Linked DNA regions of Mus musculus: all the other regions are linked to region 3. The links are chromatin contacts, called in public HiChIP or PLAC-seq maps. All regions are on one chromosome and are shown on one strand. The core of a region is the stretch at or near the end of the contact, and the rest is flanking DNA. Distances in the headings are between cores, read along the strand shown. Region 1 overlaps Dkk2 (dickkopf WNT signaling pathway inhibitor 2). Region 2 overlaps Sgms2 (sphingomyelin synthase 2). Region 3 has its middle 90 kb from the start of Gm29865.

What was found. HiChIP or PLAC-seq counts read pairs in DNA pulled down with a chosen protein or histone mark.
Region 1: a contact with region 3 is called in a FOXA1 HiChIP or PLAC-seq map of pancreatic cancer cells. The contact joins two enhancer-like sites. A contact is called at or near these places in 1 of 484 Hi-C or Micro-C datasets (embryonic fibroblasts) and 2 of 115 datasets of contacts at active chromatin or transcription factors (microglia and pancreatic cancer cells).
Region 2: a FOXA1 HiChIP or PLAC-seq map of pancreatic cancer cells shows a contact between it and region 3. The contact joins two enhancer-like sites. A contact is called at or near these places in 1 of 484 Hi-C or Micro-C datasets (embryonic stem cells), 3 of 115 datasets of contacts at active chromatin or transcription factors (embryonic stem cells and pancreatic cancer cells) and 1 of 9 other capture datasets (embryonic stem cells).

The regions. Positions count from the first base shown.
Region 1 is chr3:132,120,788-132,123,487 of GRCm38.p6, forward strand. The region is part of intron 1 of Dkk2 (dickkopf WNT signaling pathway inhibitor 2); the gene reads left to right. Among named protein-coding and RNA genes, the nearest start is that of Dkk2, 37 kb to the left of the region's middle. Within about 2 kb of position 1,439, at least 14 of the 459 cell types and tissues checked have an H3K27ac peak or open chromatin away from gene starts, as enhancers often do. A contact at or near this core is called in pancreatic cancer cells, where this site is marked.
Region 2 is chr3:131,347,039-131,350,037 of GRCm38.p6, forward strand. The region is part of intron 1 of Sgms2 (sphingomyelin synthase 2); the gene reads right to left. Among named protein-coding and RNA genes, the nearest start is that of Cyp2u1, 45 kb to the left of the region's middle. Within about 2 kb of position 1,368, at least 28 of the 459 cell types and tissues checked have an H3K27ac peak or open chromatin away from gene starts, as enhancers often do. A contact at or near this core is called in pancreatic cancer cells, where this site is marked.
Region 3 is chr3:131,801,698-131,804,397 of GRCm38.p6, forward strand. No RefSeq gene overlaps it. Among named protein-coding and RNA genes, the nearest start is that of Gm29865, 90 kb to the right of the region's middle. Within about 2 kb of position 1,339, at least 37 of the 459 cell types and tissues checked have an H3K27ac peak or open chromatin away from gene starts, as enhancers often do. A contact at or near this core is called in pancreatic cancer cells, where this site is marked.

The DNA of each region.
Region 1 (2,700 bases), core at 189-2,688, 320 kb after region 3:
TCAGGTTAAATACTCTTTTTTTCCTCCAGAAGAATTTAAAGCAAGATTGCTTGTTTGGGGACACCGCCTTTTGAAACTTCTGCTTGAAGCAAACTTGAAGGTGGCATGCAAGGCGATGAACTCTGTATGCTGTTCTTATGCCTCTGTGCCTTCACAGATTGTTCTTACATGTCTCCCTCTCTGTTGCTCTCCCCTTCCCCTGTTGCTATCTTGCTGGGTTCCTTTCTCAACCCAAGTAGTTCTTTCTTATCTTTTGCTCATACACCACGAATTCCATGATCCTATCTTGTTCGTCCCTTTCTCCCTTTTGGAAGATCTCTTTCCTCGCTCTCGTGGTCTCTCCTTTTTCCTCTCGTCATGGGCACACGGGCTGGCCCACTCGTGCAGCATGTACACTTGTGATTTTTCTTGTTAAATCAACTCACATTAAGACAGTGCCAACTCCACCATGTCACCAAGCATATGCCACTTTTCAAAGTTGAAACCAAACAAATTTCAAATACGGTGCCTTCAAAAATATATTAGAACACGGGCCACTTATTTTGTGGACCGAGAGTCTGGTCATCAGAGAAGAAAAGAGAAAGTTTCTCTGTGGATAGTTTCTGCCCTCTCTTGCCAGTTGTTCATTATTCTCCAGCCTCCGATTTAAATATTCACCAAGCGGGCATTTCATTTGCCTGGCGAGCTCTGGCTCTTCCTTGTTCCTGAGCAGTTCTGACAGCTTTAAGACTGTAACTCTAGAAATGGGAGCCTGCTGCTAAGCACCTGCACGTTCTCTCCATTACATCCTCCAGAAGAAAACAATAGCTGGGTAGGATTACACTCTAATGGAATAGACGCTCATTAACTAGGTACATTTAGTCAGATGCAATTTGGTAGACCAAAAAGGAAAAAAGGAAGAAGCTATTTAAAACAAGAAAGGCAAGTGGAAGCCTATTAAAACATGGTGGAGTGACTCATTTCATTCATAATCGTGGGCCCACACATGTATTTCAGGATACCTGGAGTCTTGGAGATTGTTGAGAATAGAAGTTAGATTTAGGTTACCACAAACTTTATCATGGCTGATGTTGGCTGTGGACTTTATATGCTCCTCTCCCCATTAATTTCTTTTTCAGATGAGACTGTAAAGAAGTTTTCATCTGCCTGGGTTAAAAGACGCGTTGAACTCCAGGGAAATTTGTAAATGCATCTCTTAGGCATCCACATAGCTGTTTGGCTCCAAATGATTTTGTTGATGCTCTCCTACATTTGGTGAGGGATTTTATCTATTTATGTATCTCATTGGTCTTTATTCTACAGTCACATACATAACTCAGTTAATAAGGAGTCAAAAATCATTTCACAGGATGTACAAACAATTGAATCTTTTAAACAGGAAAGAATGTCTGGCAGTAATAAAGTCTTGATGGGAAGCAACCAGTCACCCAGCACTTACTCACTGAGTAAACATTTACTGAGAGTCTGCTATCTGTTGCGTGCTTGTGTTGGGTGCTAAGGTTATGGAAAGGGCTTTGCTTTGCTTTATAAGGATGGTTGGAATAGTTATAAAATAGTCTACAGAATAATCTCTACAGCTAGAAGAACCAAGACCAGTGGTGGGCATTATAAATATTCAATCTTCAAGTTTGCATATGCATAAAATTTGTAAATATCATGGATTCTGTGGAAACCAATAGGATGTTTTTACTCATAGAAAGATCCAGCAGTGTGTAAAATATTGGGGGAAAAGTTATTGCTTCCACTCATTTCATCAATGACTTTCAATCATTTACTTTGGGCAAAATGAAAATTTGGTTTTCTGAGTTACCTTTAACCCTGCAGAGATGGTCTAAGCTCAGTATAGAACAGACGCTTTCCAGAGCCTGAAAACAAATCCGAGGAGGGAGAGAGCCAATCTCAGGCAGCTATTTCATCTTACTGCTTAAGCAAGAAAGCAGGTCACCAAAGGAATTGTGGAAAGCTGCCTCCGTGGCATGACCCTGCAATTTTGTACATGAGGTTAATCACCACATTTTACCCTCTCTTTGATGTCTAGGGACCAGAGTGCCTGTAACTTCCAAGGTCTGTCAAATTGAAAAATCTATGTGATGTCATAGAGTTTACCTTAGAACTCTAAGATCAAAGGGGTTTCATATAGCAACGTTTCCACACAGCACACTGAGCTCAGAGTCTTCTGTCTGTCTACTAGAAGGGTTTGGCTACCTTCCTGGAAATAGATGGAATCCTGAGTTGGCATTTGGAATCTCACAGTGTGTACCATTTTTCCCTTTGAGCTGTATATTCTTGCATAGATTAAACCTTATACAATTTTAGACTGAATTACACATATTACATATATGGGACAGTCCATGACTTCAAATAAAAAAAAAGGCAAATAGACATCAATACATATGCACTGTCCTTGGTTTTCATGACAAATGAAACCCTTTCAAAACAGACTTAAATAAAATAAATCATGGACCGAAAATATGGCCCAGGTAAAAGAGCATATTGATTTTGCAGTGAGAACCCAAGTTTGATGGGACCCTATATCAGTCATCTTCCAACACTCTGAAAGCATAGCTCTGGAAGAAGCAATGCCCCAGCCTCTGCACTCACAGTCATGTGCATACCGACTCCTCCCAAACACACTTGAATGGAAAAGAATCTTTTAAAAACTTCATGACAATTTCACCCCTTACGATCTCTTAATATCAT
Region 2 (2,999 bases), core at 118-2,617, 450 kb before region 3:
GAAAACCTAATATAAATATGCTTATTACCTGACCTCAAGCTACTGGATTTGTACCCCACGTCAAAGGACAAAACTGTCCTCAAAATCTCATAATTAAGAGACAATATTTGGAATTGATATGAAGAGAACAGCACTGATCAGAAAAGAAAAGAAAGACCAACCACCCCTGAAGGAAGGAGGCGACGATGGTAGGTATGCAGGTAAGGGTTTGATACTGTCTGGTAGGTATGCAGGTAAGGGTTTGATGCTGTCGTATTCATACACCATTTAGTCATTCCATTTTAACAATCCCAGTAGGCTTTCTCCATACTCTGAAGAGTTCTGAAATAGGAATTTAAAATTGGCAATGGCATAGGTCCGTGCTGTTGTACCACACGAAGCGACTGCCATTTCACACTTTCACTGATTCCTATGTTGAGGGTTTAGCGTACACAGTGCCCCTGCCTCCCAGTGAAATAAGAAGCATACAAAGTATTATTTTCAATATCCACTTATAAGAAAAGTTTGCAAATAGCTAAATCGTGAACATACGGGACAAATCCACAGAATTGTGGATTCCCTCACTGTCAAAAAAAAAATACTGTGTGGTGAGATGGTTGGATAGGTTGACTCCTCCTAATCTGAAAAACTCTGAAATATTGAAAACACTCTAAATAATCTTGAGCATTCTCATGACTCCATAACTCTCATGGTTCAATGCACAGACATTTGGTTCCTGTATAAAACTATTAAAATACTGTATAAAATCACCCCCAGTTGCATATGTAAGGTACATAGAAGAGTAAATAAATTTAGAGTTAGGCTGGGATTCCACCTCTGAGAAACATCATCATGTATATACTAATGTTCCAAAATAAAAAAAAAAAAATACCCAATCCAAAGCATTAAAAAAAAAAAAAATTGCTTTGATTAATGTGTATGCTACATGTGTGCAGGTGCCTAGAGAGGCCACAAGAGGGCGACAGATCCCCTGCAGCTGCAGTTAACAAGCCGTTGTGACTGGCTTAATGTCAGTTGTCTTAAAGGCAGCAAGCATCCTTAAAGGCAGGGCTGACCTCTCTCTCTCTCTCCACCCTTATGGCCTCCCCCCCACCCCCACTAGAAACCTTTCTGATCCTAGGCTTAGGATAAGGGAGGGCAAACGTGTTTAATAACTGTAAGCTTACCAAAGAGATACATAATTACTAAACTAGTACAGCATATAGCTAAGTGGGAATTCAACCTAGACAGACAGTAGAGCATCAGCAATTCCTAGCAGGGGGTATACAATAAACAAATTGGGAAAGGGGGCATGGGATACAGAGTCGGGTGGCAAGCTAAGGTAGGACTTTGGAAGGCCACCCACTCCCAAGGGCCTCCTTCAGCAGGACTGATGGGAAGCTGGGTAAACACATTTGTAGAGGCGATGTGGCATAAAGTCCAAGGTCGAGAAAGGCTCTGTTTATTAGACCTGTAAATCTGCCCTGCCATACATGTGATGCCTTTATGATAAGGCATATTAACTGTGTAAATACAGCTTTAAAAAATCTTATCTAGGTTTATGTGTGAGCTTTAATGTTTAAAAGAATTTAAATGTATTAAAGATAGATGCTAAACCTCCATCAGAGAAAACCTGATCCTACAGAAAACTGAAATTACAAACAAGCACATGTTCATACCGAGCTCTATGGTGCAGGAGACTCTACAGTTTAAGCTTAGATCTTAAGGAAATGAAACAAAGAACCTACTGAGGTTTCAATAGCCCCAAAACTTTGTCAAACCTGACCAAGGAAAACTCATTAGTCACCAGAAAGCCATTACAGAAGCAGGCATTGTTAAATAGCTAGAAAATGCAACCGATTCAAGCAAAGCTTACTTGCGTGTCAGGTACTTTGTTGGTGTCTGTTTTAACCACTCACAACTACCCTAGGAAATATTGTAAGCTCAATTTAAAAAAAGAAAAAAGAAAAGAGAAAAAAGAAAAGAGGCAAAGCGAGTTGCCCAAGGTCAGAAAGGAAACAGCAAATCTTAAACCTGATGGAGGTTTAGCATCTATCTTTAATAGATTAAATTCTTTTAAACACTAAAGCACACACATAAACTTAGATATATTTTTAAAGCTGTATTTACCCAGTTAATAAACCTTATCATGAAGGCGTCACATGCATGGACGGGCAGATTTATGCCAGGACTCTGACCTCAGGAGGTTTCCTTTCTTACGGCACACGACTGACTCCAGGGTAGGACATTCTAATAGGTGAGCGATACAGCCAATGAAAAGACCAAGCAACAAATATCAGGCTTGCTTTTCTTTGTTTGTTTGTTTTTCCCACCATAGAGACATAAGCGCATAGGAAAGTTCTCTAAATAGCAAATATCAATATTGAGGCTAGGCATGGAACTGAAGGGCAGAATTCTTGCTCAGCACGAGGGAGACCCAAGGTTCAATCCCCAGCACTAGAAAACAACACACACACACACACACACACACACACACACACACACACACCACACGCGCACACACACAGTCGTTTTGGGAGAGCAAAAGGAAATTGCTAACAGCTTGCCTAGCATCTATATTCACCACATTAATTGAATTTAGTTTAATTAATAAGTCACTGTGTTAAATTTATAATACAGGTATATTATTATTCTATGTTAACAGGATCCGGATGGATGGAAGATTTCCTGACTTGAAGCTTAAAGAGCAGGACATCCTAACTTTGAGCTTCACGTCCCCATGAAACTCCTGAAGAATAACACAGAGCTCACAGCTGCAATGGCACTTTGTGAGGAACGTGACTCCACTTCAGAAGCAACCACAATTATTTTGTTATTTTAAGGCTGGGCTATGTGTGGCTTGTCTCTAGTGCATGAAGCCATGGGATGGGTCCCCAGCATGTCACAAACTGGGTTTGGTGACACACGACTATAATCCCAGGGCTTGGGAGGTGGACTCAGGGGAGCTGGGCCCTCAAGGGTTATCCTCAGCTGCACGGCAAGTTCAAAGCCAGCCTGCG
Region 3 (2,700 bases), core at 89-2,588:
TGTTTTCTTTCCTGCTTTACGTGCTATTTACATTTAAACTGGAGTTCTTCTGTTGGCCTGAGCTTACCTGGAGACTTTGTTTCCTTCCTGTCCCCGCCCACTGCTTTCATCCAGGCATTCATCTTCTCTTGCTGACCAAAGAGCAATAGAACCTCTTTCCCTCCACCCTCTGCCTCTGCACAGCATTGTCTACTATTGTCAGTATTCTGCTCAAAGAGATTCTGATTGCCTTAATGTCACTTAGGGATCTTTATTGCTAATTGGTAGAAAACGATGACATCTTACATGTTTCCAAATCACCCAGAGTCACTTACCATATTGTCAATTTATTACCCTGGCCCTGACTCTGGCTGCTTCTGTCCAGAATCTTACAAACCAGGCTGAATCTTTCTCTGAAATCTCAGAATCTTTCTCTGCCCGTTTCTCCACATCTGTTGGCATGGGAGACCTTTTGTCTACTGAGCATGCCCAGTGGATCCAATTTACCTGTAAAACCTCCCTCAGGAGATTTATAGTGACCCTTCAGAACCATCTGAGAGGCCCTGCCATCATTTCCCAAGTAAGAAGGTTTTCCTAGGAGCAGATACAACACAAAGTGAATAAATATGTCAAAGAACATGATTCATGTGTATGAAAAAAAACATAACAAAATCCTATGATTGTTTACAATGAATAAAGTTTTCCTAAATTCTATTCCAAAAGTAATATTATTACTGTAATTTCCTGGCTGACTCTGCAAATCACTATTTGTTTTTTGGTCGGTGTTCTACAATATTTAAGTTAGGTAGCATTGACAAATATATGACTTTTAATGAAATACAATAGCCTATTAGTGAGCAACAACATATAGAATCGTGTTATAGCATCTGTTGTGCCTTTCCTTAATGTGATGAAGTTCTCTCCCCAACTATGCATTTGTGAGCTCAAATCCATGGGGATCATAAATCAAGCTGTTGTTGTTGACACAATCCCACCTAGTTTGCTTGTGCAAATGTTCATTTTATAAATTCCATTTAGATTTTGCTTGCCACATAAAAGACATAATAAAACTCTCTTCCTGAGAGAAAAATTTCCCTTCTTTTATTCTTCCTTCTGCCCTTTCTTGTTTACCTAGTATGAATTAGTTTAGTCAACCACCTTGTTATATTTGATTGGATCAAATCAGTATTGTTTATCGAAGCTATTATTCACTAATCCCTCTCAACTGCGGTTTCAGTCAATAGCGCTTTAAAAATGTTGAATGGAAAATTCCAGAAATAAACAATTCATAAGTCTTAAACTGCATGCAGTTTTGAGCAGCATGATAAAATCTCGCATTGGCCTTCTCCATCCTGCCCAGGATGTGAATCACCCTGCCTGTTATTCACTCGGTCACCATGCCACTTATCAGATGGGCTATTCTGGTATCATGATGTTTGTGCTTTTTAAAGTCATGAAGGCCTGAGAACACTGCTGCCACAACTCTTATCTCGGTACACGGTTATATTGTTCTATTTTTATCATTGGTTATCATTAACCTTTTACTGTGCTCCATTCATAAATTAAACTTTATCTTAGGGACTCTGTAAGGAAAAGACTGTTAGATTTTATAGATTCCACAATGTCTTGTAATGAATATATATCCCTTGTGGGTGTATGGGGCTACTGTAAACAATTTTCTTTTGATATTTACCATTTTTGTTTAAGTCCACTTAAGAACTCCCACAGGATAAAACATTAAATTAGTTTATCTGAGTTCTTTTCTATATACAAATTATCAGCCTTTCCCATACTGCAATGTAAATCTAATTGATCCCATTTTCAACAACTCTAAGATTTAGTTACATATTAAATATTATGTAGGTTTTCTTCCCCTCTGAGTCTGATATTTTAATCAAAAAGGCTATTTCATTGAAATTTAGGCATTTGACAATGTTGCCCAACTCAAAATGTATAGAATATAGGCAGAATGGTAGATACTGATTGTCATTATTGATTTCCTGACTGAAGGACCTCCCATATTCTCCGTATTGCCAGCACATAGAAGTTATTTCTGTGGCAGCCAACTGTCAATAGGGAATGGACAAAATTAAAGACTCAGAATTCCTACCCTGTGTGCATGAATAGCCACTGTACATTTAACAAGCTTTGCCATATTGAGAGAAAAGCAATACTTGTGTGTTTGGTAAGGATATTGTAGAGAAGGGTGGGGCACAAAACACGTCTGAAGAAATGAAAAGAGGCTATTTTAAGTGAATATTTGTTAAAGCAGCCTGAGTTGATTAAGCCTCATGGTGACTGTGTTTATTTCCTCTCTTGTCTCCACACCTCTCAGTGTTGGCTACCTTGAAGTTAACTGGCTCAAATGACAGTACCACACCCTTAATTTGATCTTTCCCATGAGTCACTTTGTTCAACAAAGGAATTTTATTGGACTTATTCTTCAAAGTCTTTAAAGAAATGCCACTTCTTTCTATGTCTAGGAAATAATTTGGGGTGTGGTTGCCTAGAACACAGCTGACTAGAAGCACAAAGTATTTGGACTCACTCAGTATTTGAAGATGCTAATCCCCAACCCCAAATAAAGCAGTAGTCTAGAAAGATTTTAATTGATGGTGCCAATGCAAACATTGGAGCCCCAAAGTTTTGTTTGTAGGAGGCATGCTCCTCAATTCTCTCAAGATGGGGATTCTCCCAGAGGCAGGATCAAGGGCTGAAAAA